Linked DNA regions of Mus musculus: region 1 is linked to region 2. Evidence: chromatin contacts called from public Hi-C data. All regions are on one chromosome and are shown on one strand. The core of a region is the stretch at or near the end of the contact, and the rest is flanking DNA. Distances in the headings are between cores, read along the strand shown. Region 1 has its middle 200 kb from the start of Kcnj16. Region 2 has its middle 12 kb from the start of Gm46300.

Region 1 (4,054 bases), core at 905-3,404, 240 kb before region 2:
AGCGTGCCTTCTTTGCTCGCTAACAATCCACCGTTGAGTGCCACGGTGCTGTTTCATATCAAGATTTCAAAAACCATTACAAGCTGCGTAGGTATTGGAGGCTCGACCAGATGTGATGAAGTTTCCATTGTTTTACTTGGTGCATGGAAAATATTACTAATGGCTGGTGTCAGGGGAGGCTTAACTGACCCCAACTGGCCTAACTCATCTGGGTGCATTTCTTTAAATCAGAACCTTTAAGTACTCTCTCCTGTTACTGCACAAGCCCCCTCTCCCACTTTACGAGATGTTTGACTATATAAAGCTCATTTTAGGCAAAGGGGAAATTCCATGACTGCATGAACAGGTGGGCTGGGGACTGAAGGGAGGAGTGGAATCTCTTTCCTGGAGTCTGAAATTTATTTACAGGTAATTGTTGACTGTCTTCGGGCAGAAAGATAAAAGACGGGAAAATTCCATCCAGTCTGTGTTCTTGCCATTAGCTGCACAAAGATTATAACACTTCACAGACCAAACTGAGTCAAATTTCACCTTCTGTTATGATTTCTCTTTACTGTCTCTGACACAGAAGCTGAAAAACAAGAAAGCGGTTAGACTGAAGAAAGAAAGGAGCTTTGAAAAAGACTTCCCCCCTGGCATTCAATTCTTACCTTTAATATGTAATTTGTAATTTGAATTTCATCACATGCATTGATAATCAGATGAATCAGAGAAATATTTCCCTTCTACAGACATAATGCAGTAGAGTTTCCAAAGCAATGTAGTATTTAACTTCAGGTATGAATCTGTGTTTTTTATTTAAGAGATTTCAGAATGGAGCAGGGCTTTCTGTGTGTTCTTGCCTATGACTTTCATTCATTGCACACACCCTTCATCACTCTTTATAAACTTAACTTTTTCTCCAATATAGAGTTCAGCAAGATGCAGAGTTAAAAAAATTAGCTCAAAGGAAACAAAACTAGTAAGAGCTATGTCTTCATCTGAGATCTCGTTGTTGGAAAGACTGGGATGGAGACTTTACAACAAAGCATAGCAGAGAAGCATAGCCTGACTTATAGAAAGATGGTTGATACTTAAAGCTTAGCCTTCTAACTCTTAAAGTCAGGCCACAGGCTAGCGAGTTCAGTGTATCTAATGCCTGCCACACAAGAAGGATGACCTGAATTTGCTCTCCATAACTTGAAATAAAAAGCTGGGTGTCGTGTTGAGCACTTGTAATTCCAGAGTAGGTTAGGTGGAGACATAGGGATCCCAAAGGCTCACTGGACAGCCAACCTAGCTACTGTGTCAGCAAGATCCAGGAAAGAGTCTGTTTTCAAAGCCACAGTGAAGAATGGCTAAGAAAGACACTTCATGTTGACTTCTCCCTACTCTATCTCTCTCTCTACCTCCCTTGTTTCCTCTCTCTCTCTCTCCCTCTCTCTCTCTCTCTCTCTCTCTCTCTCTCTCTCTCTCTCTCTCTCTCTCTTTCCCTCTCCCCCAACACTTATATTCATGCAGATAGTTCACACAAAATTTAGGCCAACAAAATGCAGCAATCACTTCAGAAATGAATAGAGTTTTACTGAGTTCCTTACAGAAAACACTTACATGAGCTACTGGCCAATGGGATTTTATTCAAGGGAATGCTTCTTCGAACAACTATGATCTAAGCATTCCTTGATCATTTTATTTTTTCAAATATTAAATGAAACCCAGACATACCTGAATCCTGGACGCTGGCCTTAAATTATACATACAATAGGCATATCATTGTTGGAAACTGAGAGCTGTAAACTGTGCTCCTGTGTGTCAAATTATAGCTCCGTGGAAGCTTTCCTTGTGCGTGCAGCCTCCCTTCTGATGTCTAGTTGCTATGTTTGCACTGGCATTTTAGTTGTTTGTCTTAACAATGTGAGTCCTTGCAAACAACTGCTCCTTGCCAAATTGGGTCGCCCCTTAGAAATTCCGCTTCACTATTATTCAAACTGATAGATCAAGACGGGGAGGGCATAGAGTGTCCACCCAGAGAGAAGCATCGTCAAGCTGAAAGAATGGAACATCATCACAAGTTATTGCCCTGAATTTCACCGAATCCTCTAGTCCTGTTTAGAAAGGATCCAGAAAAACCAAGGTTTCAGAGCCTGGAATGCATTTAACACTTAAGAGAATAAATGAATGTTGAATGAAAGGAAAAGCCTTCCTGTAAAGTACCATGAGCAATTCACAGAACATGCTGCTGTCAGAACTCACTGCAGAAACAAAATGGGGCTTCTAATTTGCTTTAATTAGGAAAAAAGAGCACCACCCTCGGAATGCCATTGTGTTTATATAGGAATCCAACCAGCTGACTGCCTGCTGTCACAGCCCTGGAACCACTCAGTTAAACAGTAGGACACAGTTGCATTTTATGAATGAAATACCATTAGTATGAAGCCAGAGATTTTTTTCCATGTTTCATTGGCTGTGACCATGCAAGGACAAGTGACCAAACACAGCACTTTCCAATTTTAAGTTAACCAGTGATCCCTTCCATGGCTAGAGTATTTAAAGTCCTTTGAAAGCATCAGTGTCTTTGTCTACAAAGCATTCCTTTTTGTTAAACAAAGACAACAAAAACATTCGATTCCTAGCATATGATACCAGCTTCTTATAATCTTACTAGAAGAGACCTGCTTTACAGGTCATCATGGAATCAAAATGTTGCTATTTGTTTTCTTTATAAAGCTGGAGGAAAACCTTGCAAGCTTTTTGCATGTCACAGATTAAACAATTGTTCAAGTTTCAGATGGCATTGTTGAATGTACTGACCATCTAAGCAGTGTTGAGTCAACTCTAGTCCTAGTGCCACATCAACAAATTATGAATCATGATTTGTGTGTATGTATATAGATGCACATGTGTTGGTTACATGTGTGTGCATGTGTGTGCACAGGTGTGTGCATATGTGTGTATGTGTGCATATATGTGTGTGTATGTGTGTATATACTTGTATGTGTGTATGCATGTGTGCATGCCTATACATGCTCATGTGTTTATGTGTGTGCATATGTGTGTATGTATGTGTGTGTGTGCGTGTATATATATATATATATTTGTGTGTATCTCTGTGTGTCCATGCATCATGTGGGTGCTCTTGTAGGCAGAGGATAATTTTGGGTTTTATTTCTCAGGTATCTACCTGTTTTAGGAGACAGGGTAAGCTACCTGGAAATGAGGCTCAAAAAGAATTCCCCTGTCTTTGTCTTGCTGCTGCTGCTGGGATTACAAGCATGCTCCTTCTCACTTGGCTTTTCTTACATGGTTTCTGGGGATCAAACCCAAGTCCTCGTGCTTTCAAGGAAAGCACTTCATAGACTCTGTGCCGTCAGCACCTATACATGTTGTTGTTGTTGTTTGTTTGTTTTACATAGGGCATCGGGAATGAACATGGCCTCTTGAAGTGGTCTACCACTGAGTTGTCTCCAGCCATAAATCACTGTAAAAAATCAGAGGAAAACATTGATTAGTTTTGAAACAAATCGCCCACCACTGGTACCAAAACTGTGTCTCATGCTGAAAATCTGGGAACAATTTCTGCTTCTTATTATCCTGTTATTAACTGGTTGTAGAAATTTGACAATGACAGCCTTCCGTATCTTATTTTTAACATGAGAAGTCATAACATTTTTCCTTTTACATAAATTTGTTGCAACCCAAAGACCTATCCATGATTTTAAAGAATTCAGTCATACCTTGCAAAACAATATTCCAGTCAAGACTGGACCACATATGTCACAAATGTCATGTGAGATTATATCATGTATCAATACCACTGCCACTGCTGCCTTAATTTAAATACACTCTATAATATCTACACAACAATGAAATTTACTAAGGAACTGTCAACACTGACAAAGGCTGCTTGACTGTTTATATTGCTCATTTGACGTTTCTAATGACTCTTTTTTGGTACAGATCAGCACTGTAGAAAGTGAAGCCAACCAAAGCAAAATCAAGAACTTAAAAATCAAGGTGCATCTAAGCATCTCTCACAGGAGAGCAAGTGTATGATTCTTGACAGCTGCAAGACATC
Region 2 (4,172 bases), core at 1,524-4,023:
CTAAATGTGATTAATCAGTCCAATGAGAGTTGGTCATACTGTATCAGCAACCAGTCTTGGGGTAAAGAGACCCTGGCTTGAATTCCCAGCACCTACACTGCTATTGTTCATGAAATCACACTGTTCTTTGAGCTGTTTCTTTCTTCCGCATTAAAATAGGGAGAATAATTGCATTTTACTGCATCTTGCAGAATTACCAATAACTATGGCAACAGACTATGATGTCCGGTTAGATCTGTGGGATCACACAGGCCAATAGCTCCAACAGCAACCGTGATTCATTTCTGTAGCTTAAAACTTATATAAGGTTTGTTCCCCCCAGTACATTAAGGAGTCAATATTTGTAAAGCACTCTGCATGGCACCTGTTAAAATTTAACTGATCATATTTTTATTAGTATTTATCATTTTTAATATGCAACTATTGACAATAAAGCATAGGAATTACTTGCTAACACTCCAGAGTGTATGATCCTATAGGGAAGAGAGTTTTTTTCCAGTCCTTTCCCCCTCTGGATTTGTCCCTAGAATAAAGCCTATTCATAGTATATAGTAAATAAATTGCTATATAAATGGATAAGTTAATATCAGGAGCTTGCTCTCTCCCCAAAACCCCCTGTCTTGTGAAATGAGAAATGTGTTGAGGTAGAAACTCTTCAAGTTAGTCCCATAGGCAGGTGCATTTTTAACATAGCAGGATAGACTTATCTCTTGCTGAGTGACTGAATAGTGTAGTCAATGATAGCATAAGGCTTTGGGAAGGAAATTCTGCTTGCACTGTGATTCTCCAACTAAAGAGACAATGACAGTCTTTTTTTAATTTTTATTAGATATTTTCTTCATTTACATTTCAAATGCTATCCCAAAAGTCACCTATACCCTCCCCACTCCCTGCTCCCCTACCCACTCACTCCCACTTCTTGGCCCTGGCGTTCCTCTGTACTGGGGCATGTAAAGTTTTCAAGACCAAGGGGCCTCTCTTCCCAATGATGGCCAACTAGGCCATCTTCTGCTACATATGCAGCTAGAGACACGAGCTCTGGGGGTACTGATTAGTTCATATTGTTGTTCCACCTATAGGGGTGCAGACCCCTTCAGCTCCTTGGGTACTTTCTCTAGGTCCTCCATTGGGGGCCCTGTGATCCATCCAATAGCTGACTGTGAGCATCCACTTCTGTATTTGCCAGGCACTGGCATAGCCTCACAAGAGATAGCTATATCAGGGTCCTTTCAGCAAAATCTTGAGGGCATATGCAATAGTGTCTGGGTTTGGTGGCTGATTATGGGATGGTTCCCCGAGTTGGGTAGCCTCTGGATGGTCCATCCTTTCGTCTTAGCTCCAAACGTTGTCTCTGTAACTCCTTCCATGGGTATTTTGTTCTCTATTCTACGGAGGAATGAAGTATCACAGTCTTAATATGTAAAATAAACACATGGATCATGATTTTTTTCATTTTCTAATAACACAATCATTAAAGAAGAGATTGGGCTTAATACAATATCTATCTAAAAGCAAGAAATAGAGAACTGGAAAAAAAATAGTTAAGTGGTTAAGAGCACTTGCTGCTCTTCCAGAGAAGACAAATTCAGTTCCTAGAACTCACAACAGATGGTTCACAATGGCCTATAACTCCAACTCCAGGAGACCCAACAACTGTCTCTAGATTCCTTGGGCACCCACATAGATGCGTGCATACACATAAATAAAAAAAAGTAACTTTTTAAAGTAAGAACAGTACAAATGGGCTGAATGTGTGAGCAGAAGTTGTAGCTCTCAGCATCCGTGGTTGGCGTCTGGTCCTGAGTCATTACATACTGACTGGAGGCACTGAGGAGAGCCCTCGCCTCACTCCACATACATTTCTGCTTTATTGGGTGAGCAGAACACACTGGCCGAGCAACCAATCACAGGGAACATGATGCCATACTTCCCTGTTACAAATAACATCCATTTCAGACGAAACGGTGTGGGAAAGACGAGATCAGCAGCGTGCCCTTTCTTCTTTTTCGCTTTGATCCATTTGCATCATTTCCTTGGAAATGTTGTCAGACTTGAGCTATTTAAATTTTTATTCATCTAAAAGCAAGTGCGGCGCTGTAACTACGATTATTGCTCATATTCGTGAACTTAAAAGATCGTCAACAACAATAACAATTTTTTTTTAAAAAAATCCTTTTTGATGATTTCCACCGGAAATCTTGAAACCCTGCTTCATGCCCTGACCTTCCTTCCTGCCTCAGTAAAGGTTCTCGTGAGACTCTTGGGAGAACAGACTCAACCCCACTCGGGAGGGAGCTGAGCTCTGGCTTCTGGAAAAAGGATGTTGTTTATATTTTAGTTCCTGTTTTCATCCTGGATGAAGTGCTGCTGCTGCTACCAGGTGCTTCTCCTTGTGTTATCAGCTTCTCCTCCAGACCTCAGCCTGCGGGAGGCAGCTTCCTGCAGCCTCCAGCGAAACTGGACGCTAAAAACAAGAGAGCGCCTGTCAAACGTGATCTTCGCAGCGTCACAGTTGCCAAGGTCAATCCTGTTGGTAAAACCATTTGAGTGATGGGGCCACGGACACAGAACAGTAGCAGAGCTACTGCGGAAGCGGGAATGGGAAAGAGAACGGAGCACAGGCATGGGCTAGGCACCAGCTATGGGAAGAGGGATTCCCAGTGATGGGTTGCAGAGACCAATTAAAATGACTTTTCTGAATGCAGTAAACAGAATACATTCCACATGGTGACTTCCAAATTGCTTTGTGCATATCTGATGGTCATGCTGTTCCCCGAAATAACATACTTAGCTACTCAGAGTAAATTGCTTTCGGTTCTTCTTCCAAAAGAAACTATCTTCACCTCTTCCAACAATTGCCAATGACTCAAAAAGACACAGGGGACCAATTTTGCTCCAAGATTCAATGGCAATTGGTTAGGTAATCAGAACATGGGGATGCTTAACTATGCACCTACGCCCCTGCTCAAAGCTTCTATGACACCCAGCCTAGAAAAAGATCCATCTCAGCTGGGTTCGCTCCCACACTGCGGGGAGATGAGCAAGTGGGCAAAGCTCACAGCGCTGGGAGTGGAGACAAACTGGAAGTCCCACTGAATTCCTGCTATAAGCTATACACTTTGATGCCTACTAACCAATAATAATAATAATAATAATAATAATAATAATAAAGAAGCTGCCTGCCTCATAGGCCGCATCCCTGAGGAAATGCATTTCCAAGGTTGTATCCTCTGAGTTATTAGTTATTGACGGTAAAGCAGACTTGACTTAGGAATTGGGAAAATATTGCCAGTTACACTTCCTCTAAGCCAGGCTTAGCTACTTCCCCCTCACTACTCATGAGTTCCTTCCTGCCCCAGGCGGTCAGCAGCAATGGCCTTGAAGTTCCCAAGGAGACTCAGACCCTCCCACCCCAGAAAGCTCACTGGACCCGCGAGCATATCTCAGTCATCATAGCATCGTGAAAAGTGTGAACATTATTTCCTCCCTTTTGGACAAACTAAAGGGGGAACACCAGGCAGACGGGTAATGAAGGGAAGCAATTTCCTAGAATTCTTTTTGAGAGTAGTTTTTATAGATTTCAGAAAATAGATTTTCAGAAAATAGATTTTTTCAGAAAACACAAATAATTGATTTTGAACAGAATTGGATTTCCTGGATTCATGTTAAAATCTTTCCAAAATCCCTAAGGGTGACAACTTTCCAGTCCTAGGGGGGGAAAAAGAAGAAGTTTCTAAATCAAATGGGAACTTGGACCCCTTCCTAATGAGCTGGAACAGAAGAGTTTCTAAAGAGGGAAATGCTTTGAATAAAGACCTTTCAGAATCTCAAACGTAATTGAGAAAAAAATAATTTATTAAAAGACAAGTCCTACTATTCCACATTTACAGATTTATTCTTTTTTTTTTTCTCTTTCTTCTTTTGGTTTTTCAAAACAGAGTTTCTCTGTGTAGCCCTGACTGTCCTGGAACTCACTCTGTAGACCAGGCTGGCCTCAAACTCAGAAATCCGCCTGCCTCTGCCTCCCGAGTGATGGGATTAAAGGAGTGTGCAACACTGCCCTGCACAGATTTATTCTTTTGACTCGGAACTGCATTCCAAAAATATTTGAGTGCCCAAAATCTATAGGCACAGTGTTAAACAGCAACTGTACATGCATGCATGCACTCAGA

Evidence for each region. Hi-C and Micro-C count contacts between places; a contact is called where the count stands out from the background.
Region 1: a contact with region 2 is called in a Hi-C map of cortical neurons, with 2.0 times the contacts expected there. The contact joins two enhancer-like sites. A contact is called at or near these places in 1 of 15 datasets of contacts at CTCF or cohesin (the NIH/3T3 cell line) and 2 of 484 Hi-C or Micro-C datasets (bone marrow-derived macrophages and cortical neurons).

What each region holds. Positions count from the first base shown.
Region 1 is chr11:110,798,326-110,802,379 of GRCm38.p6, reverse strand. No RefSeq gene overlaps it. Among named protein-coding and RNA genes, the nearest start is that of Kcnj16, 200 kb to the left of the region's middle. Within about 2 kb of position 2,154, at least 10 of the 459 cell types and tissues checked have an H3K27ac peak or open chromatin away from gene starts, as enhancers often do. A contact at or near this core is called in cortical neurons, where this site is marked.
Region 2 is chr11:110,561,707-110,565,878 of GRCm38.p6, reverse strand. No RefSeq gene overlaps it. Among named protein-coding and RNA genes, the nearest start is that of Gm46300, 12 kb to the right of the region's middle. Within about 2 kb of position 2,773, at least 13 of the 459 cell types and tissues checked have an H3K27ac peak or open chromatin away from gene starts, as enhancers often do. A contact at or near this core is called in cortical neurons, where this site is marked.